2 separate regions of the Zea mays genome follow, and region 2 is linked to region 1. The links are chromatin contacts, called in public Hi-C maps. All regions are on one chromosome and are shown on one strand. Each heading gives the region's core, a stretch centred on a gene start, on an enhancer-like site or on the middle of the called end of the contact. The rest is flanking DNA. Distances are from core to core; before and after follow the strand shown. Region 1 holds the start of LOC100281675 (GTP-binding protein hflX). Region 2 has its middle 13 kb from the start of LOC103652813.

Region 1 (2,980 bases), core at 309-2,808:
AATGTTAATGTCCTTCATCCTTCGAAGCATTATTTCCCTTAGGATATAACGATCTTCAGACGAAGGTCATGAAGGACGTACCTCCATCATCACAGTATATATTAATGAAAGACAAAGCATATGAAACATGAAAGATAACATAAATAATCATAAACATCATTGGCATCTTTGTTATATAACCATGAATAGATAAGAACAATACTTAATTACATTTGTACCTTCGGCTTGACAGAAGGCAAAAATCCAAGTGTGACGCACGAGCGAATACAAGTCAGCGTGAATAGTATGGGGGTACTGTTCATCTATTTATAGGCACAGGACGCAGCCTGTGAGAAATTACATTCATGCCCTTTACATTTATTATTGACTTATATTCAATTCTATGAGGACTAGATAGCCTTTTCCCCTTTAAGTCGGTTCCTTTTTCCACCATTTAGCCGAAGCTCCCTTGCGTGTAGCTTCGGAGCAACTCACAACCTTCGTCACGATCATGCTTTTTACATCGTTCATGTTTGTAGCCCGAGTCCGAAGGTACCTGTTCATATATCACACTTAAAAGATATTGTTACATCACGCTTTTGAGGACCTTCGGAGGACGAAGGCCCCCAACAGTCATCCTCTCCGGTGGTAACGACGACCTCATCCAGCTCCATGATGGTCGCAATCTGGGCCCGGTGTCCACCTCGACGGTCTCGCCATGGTCGTCTGAGCCTGGTGCGGGATCTGTGGATCTGATGAGCAGGTTTGACTTACCAAAGGCGGAGTCCCCGGTGAGCACCACCTTGAAGAGGATGTCGCGGGGGGGGGGGGGGGGGGAGGGGGGGTCCGCGGACTGCTTACCTTCCATAGATGGAGATCGGCGTGCGTGGTGGGGAAGCACCCCCGATATCCGATCAGCTTTCATCATTGGATTGGGGCGGGCGCGGAGGGCGAGGATGTTGGTGGCGGCCATGGCGCGGTGGATCCATTGATGGAGCGAGGCGTGCGCGGAGGGCCCGTTTTAATAGCGCCATGCTAGGCGCGACCGCGCCCCGCTCACCTTCCATCGATGATTTGCGACGGGCATGGTGGGGGAGGATGTCGGGGTGGGACAGACTAGGGCGTGCACGATAAGATCCTGGACAGGGAGCAGAGGTGGAGGATGTTGAGGGGCAGGTAGCCGATGATGGTGGCGACGAAAGCGTGACCGAGATCCAGGGGAGCGTTGGGAGGCAGAACTATGGCGCACGGTGTGGACGTCTACAAACCGTGCTTGTAGAGTAGTAGGGATTTAAGGCTTTACTGTTGGAGCGAAGTGTTTTATTGGTGTCCTAAATTGTACAAAATATATTCATATTAAATTATATGATGTTTTTTATAGGTCACATCGTTGGAGATACTGTTAGCTCATTTAAAGGTTAAAGTGATAAAATTAGTCGAGATGAATCTTTTCTTTCCGGACTCACCAATAAAATCGCGACGGACGAGATTTACCAACAGCCAACCAGGGAAGATGTTTATGCCACGTCATGTCGCGCCAAAGCTTGTCAAATACAGCGGTCCCACATCAGTACGTCACCAATCGAACTGAATGGACCAGTCGACGTCATCGCCTCCCTCGCCTATCCGCTCGGCCGTTGGCGCTCACCAAAACCACCCAGAAGCCTCCGCTTGACCGCTTCACTCGCTTTCCGCCCGCCGCGCCATGAGCGCCGCCGCCTGCCTGTTCGCTGCCGCCGTCTCCCTATCATTCCCGTCGACCTCCGCACCCTCTTCCGCAAGACGCCGCCGCCTCCGGAGCCCCACCACCCTCCTCCGCTGCTCCCCGACTCGCCGCCGTGGGCCGGTCCGGCGGACACTCGACGAGCGGCTGCTCGAGGCCGCGCCGGCGGAGACCGAAGACGTCCAAACCGCTGTTGATGTAGAGGATGGAGGAGGGATCGCTGAGGGCGATGAAGTGGGAACAGAGGAGATGGAGGAGCTGGAGCAGCGACCGCCGACGAGGGCTTTCGTGAAGAGCAGGCGGCAGCGGCAGGAAGAGGAGGAAGCCGCGGCGGGGCAAGACCGGTTCAAGCTCATCAATGGCAAAGAGGTAGCGGATTGCGTAGCTTCAGCTGCTTGCTTTTGTTGCTCCGACAGGCCCGCTTGGCGCCGGCCTGTTTGACAGATTGGGCGGTTTCTACTCAGCGTGTGGAGAATATGATAACCTGCAGCGATCCATCAAATTCACCGGAGAGAACTTTTGATTGTTACATCCCCGCTAGATATTTTGGGCCGTGACATGAACAATAGAGCTGTGAGTTGGTGTTACCTGCCAGTTTCATCATGTCTGATTTCTGAACCTGTGGACCTGGCTACCTGCAGATATTTCAAGAGAAGGCTTATCTGGTTGGTGTTGAGTGCAAACGGACAGGAGGGAACCTGTTCGGCATAGAGGAGTCCCTTAAGGAGCTGGAGCAGTTGGCTGATACGGCGGGCCTTCTGGTAGTCGGCTCAACCTATCAGAAGTAAGCTTCTGTTTGACGGGAACATCTCGACTGAGCCTGCACTGTGCTCTACTAGCAATCGTGGTTACACGTTCTCACCATAGATAAGATGGGACACCACGGAAAAACTGAGATGCCTGGTCAATCTAATTCGTGGTCCACAGAAACTTCACGGGCAACTTGGATAGATGAAATGATACTGTTAGTTCAGATTTTCAAAATGTACTCTGCAGCTGTTAGGGCCTAAGAAGGCCCACGGAGGACTGCAGCAGCAGCAACGATGGGCCCTCGAAGGGGATTAGATAAGGATAGTTAGAAATAAGATTAGAAGTTTGGTTGAGATTATTTAGAAGATTAGTTGAGATTATCTAGGAAGGTTTCTTGGATAGATGAAATGCTACTGTTAGTTCAGTTTTTCAAAATGTACTCTGCAGCTGTTAGGGCCTAAGGAGGCCCACGGAGGGGCTGCGGCAGCAGCAACCATGGGCCCTCCAAGGGGATTAGATAAAGATAGT
Region 2 (3,215 bases), core at 586-3,085, 120 kb before region 1:
TAAAAGACGGGGCAATAGTGTAAGAGTATGAGCATATTTTTTAGGGCTGACTGAACCGGGACGACCATGCATTTCCCCCCCAAAACAAATAAGCTCGCCTCATTAATTGCGCGTGACGCCGGCGGCCGCAGTTGTTACGATTTAGGTACATTTCATGCATGTTTAATTTGATTTAGAGATAGTAACATAGTAAGTTTAAGAAGATGCGTATGCATATCTGTATAGTACTACTCCTAATTGTAGTAGTAGTTGACTTGACGCACAAGCTGCATGCAAATAGGATTTTGATAAATCTAGAGCGGGTAGAGCTCTACTACCAAATATGACATGAATTTATGCGTCGGTCTTCTGGTTCCACGACACCATACTGAACATGAATCTGTCCGTCTGCTTCCGCGACACCGCTGAACATACAAGCTGTAATTTTTGCTCCTGCCAAAATTTGTTGGTATATTCCAAGTATGAACTGATATTAGGCTGCAAAAAACAAAACAAAAAAGCATTCGTGGTTTCTTTCAATTTCAGGTACTCAAGTTCCCCTCCTGGGCCCGTACAAAACATGGCCCAAAGCCACAAGCCCAGACTCCGCGCAATTTGCACTCCCGGCCTATTAGAATAAGTTGAGCGCGTTACTATGTACTATCTAGTTATAAATAACTTTTAGACAGACGGAGAAGCAGCCAACGCGTGCACCGCATGCGTTTGTTTTCGTGCGTGCCTCCGCATGTTGACGACACGCCAGCGTTGCATTGCATGCCAGTCGGTTTGATCAGTTGGTTGTTTAATTTACTGGGAGGCTAGCTGGCCGTGCGCCTGTGCTGATGCTGGTCAGAAACTCATATGTATGTATGCATGATTTGCTTGATTCGTCAACGGGAAACAACCACCCCTGTGATACTATAACTAATATATTATTATTACCCGTACGTACGTGTTGAATTTATTAAAGCATTGAGGGATGCATGCATGCATGCATGATGCATGGTAACGCCCGGCGGTTTCAGTTACATCGGGTGCCAGTAAAAATAAATATGTGGGACTGGCTTAAGAAACCGCCGGCGAAAACTTATTTTTACTGGCGGTTCTCTTACCATGAAAATGTATTATTAGTAATAGTCATGCATGTATTTATGTAATTGAAGATGCAAATGTATTATCAAGTGTAAACATATGATGTTTATAAACTTCCTTTACAGGAATTTCAACGAGGAAATATGAAGAACAAGACCGAAGGTGCATTGTACAACATAATTGGAGAAGTCATTCTAGCTCGTTGAAGGAAAAAATATCATGAAGGTACCGGTATCTTAGCTAAGTCGGAGTTTAGAGTATTAACAGATATTAGTAGACTATCACTTAGCCGAGATAGATATTAGAGCTTAGGTGAAAACTTTGATGTATAGAATATGTGATGGTCGTAAACATAAGACTTTGATGTATATAAATATATGATGGTCGTAAATATAAGACTTTGATGTATATAAAATGTCGAGTGAGATCGATGATACGATGGTGCATGCACACGCGTACTACGTGTCAACCACCGACGACCCCCTAGCTGCCCGTGCGCCCCACCGCAACAACATCAACGTTCTTCTTCTTCTTTTCTCCCTGACCATAGCACAGTCACGCCCAACCGCCGCGCTGGGCCAACGGTTGAGACGACGCACGCCCGGCTGGTCGGCGTCGGCGAGGGGCCGTACGTCGCCTGTGCGAGCGGCGGTCCCGCTTCATGACGCCGGCGGGAGTACTGCCTGTGCAGCTGGCCCACCGCGCACGCACGCAGTCGCCGCCTCGGCGCTACGGGCACTACAGCAGCTAGCCAGCTATATGGCTCAGCGCGCGCGGCCACGTGGGATCCGTCGCCGGTCCCCGTGAAAGCACCGCCGCAACAGCACACGCCTATCCGCATCCGATCCACCACGCATCCTCCTCGGCCGCGTCCTGCGGTTAATATTAATTGAACCCATCAACCGATACTAATTTACGGTCGAGAGATTAGTATCAATTGATGACTTTAACCGATATTGAAAAACAGACATTAATATTAATTAAAGCCAACAATCTATTACTAATATTTCACTTAGAGTCCTGACAGTTAAAACCAATATTCACTTAGAGTCCTGACAGAAAAACAAGTGATGTAACTTGGCCGACCCATCCAAAACCGAGTTTGTTCAAACTAGATGCGGACGTGGAGGCTGATAAGAGTTACTTAGCTCCAGTCCCCAACTGACGGGGTTTAGTTAATTCCCGACAAAAACAAGTCAGCTAGAAGCCAACGAGAATTATCACATTACCTACTAAAATTACTAATTTCGGTCAGTATTAGCCTCATTCCCGTCACCTATTAGCTGATAGGGATTTCCACACTTACTGTTGTGTTAGTTTACAGGTTGCAATTCCGATGCAAATGAAGTCAACAGACTGAGATGATTATTTTGTATAGGATATGATTTCCACTTTGAATTTTTGGACTTATTTTTTAAAGAGATCAACTTGTTATTAGAATGGGAGTTCTTTTTAAGATGCCATGCAATCAAGAAAAAAAAATAAAATCTTGGTTGAGATACAGTCTCTCATAGTGAAGAGTTTTATTTGGTACAGTTTCATAGATAATATGTAAGAGATAATATATCTAGATAATAGTGTAGGCATGATTTCACACTATGAAATCTATTTTTATCTCTTTCTCCATATATTGTTCACCGTGTCAATAGTATAATACATTATTTAATAAAAACAAACCTTTTATAAAACTATTATTGAGAATGACCTTTTTAATAATAGGAGGAAAAGGCATATGCTTAGCTTCAACACGTGCGGAAGACATCGGTTATCAATGCAACACGTTTATCTTTTCATATGCTAGTTTCACGTAGGCTACTTGGATGGTTTATATATTTATAATAATTTTGGTCAAACTTAAAATGCTCTTCCTCTCCAAAACAGTTAGAATAATTTGGAATAGACGGTGTACTATCATAGTAGATACTCTTTTCATTTCAAATTATTACAAAACATTTTGATTTTTCTACATGTATTACTTTGTTATGGGCGTCTATAAAAATGTATAGCCCAAGATACTAGCAATATGCCGTTTCAAATCTTATCAAAATAAAGGAGACTTGTTGACTCGTACTAGCTTTGACATCATCAGGGTCTTGCAACTCAGAGACCAAGCCCCCCGAGACCATAGGTCTAGGGGGTCTACA

What was found. Hi-C and Micro-C count contacts between places; a contact is called where the count stands out from the background.
Region 2: a Hi-C map of leaf shows a contact between it and region 1, with 2.6 times the contacts expected there. The contact joins the enhancer-like site here to the promoter of LOC100281675 in region 1. A contact is called at or near these places in 3 of 25 Hi-C or Micro-C datasets (ear, leaf and tassel).

Annotation. Positions count from the first base shown.
Region 1 is chr4:10,566,535-10,569,514 of Zm-B73-REFERENCE-NAM-5.0, reverse strand. LOC100281675 (GTP-binding protein hflX) reads left to right here and starts at 1,558. Exons shown (of 13, transcript NM_001154595.2): 1 at 1,558-2,071; 2 at 2,344-2,486. The coding sequence starts at 1,685.
Region 2 is chr4:10,682,796-10,686,010 of Zm-B73-REFERENCE-NAM-5.0, reverse strand. No RefSeq gene overlaps it. Among protein-coding and RNA genes, the nearest start is that of LOC103652813, 13 kb to the left of the region's middle. Within about 2 kb of position 1,835, at least 17 of the 20 cell types and tissues checked have an H3K27ac peak or open chromatin away from gene starts, as enhancers often do. A contact at or near this core is called in ear, leaf and tassel, where this site is marked.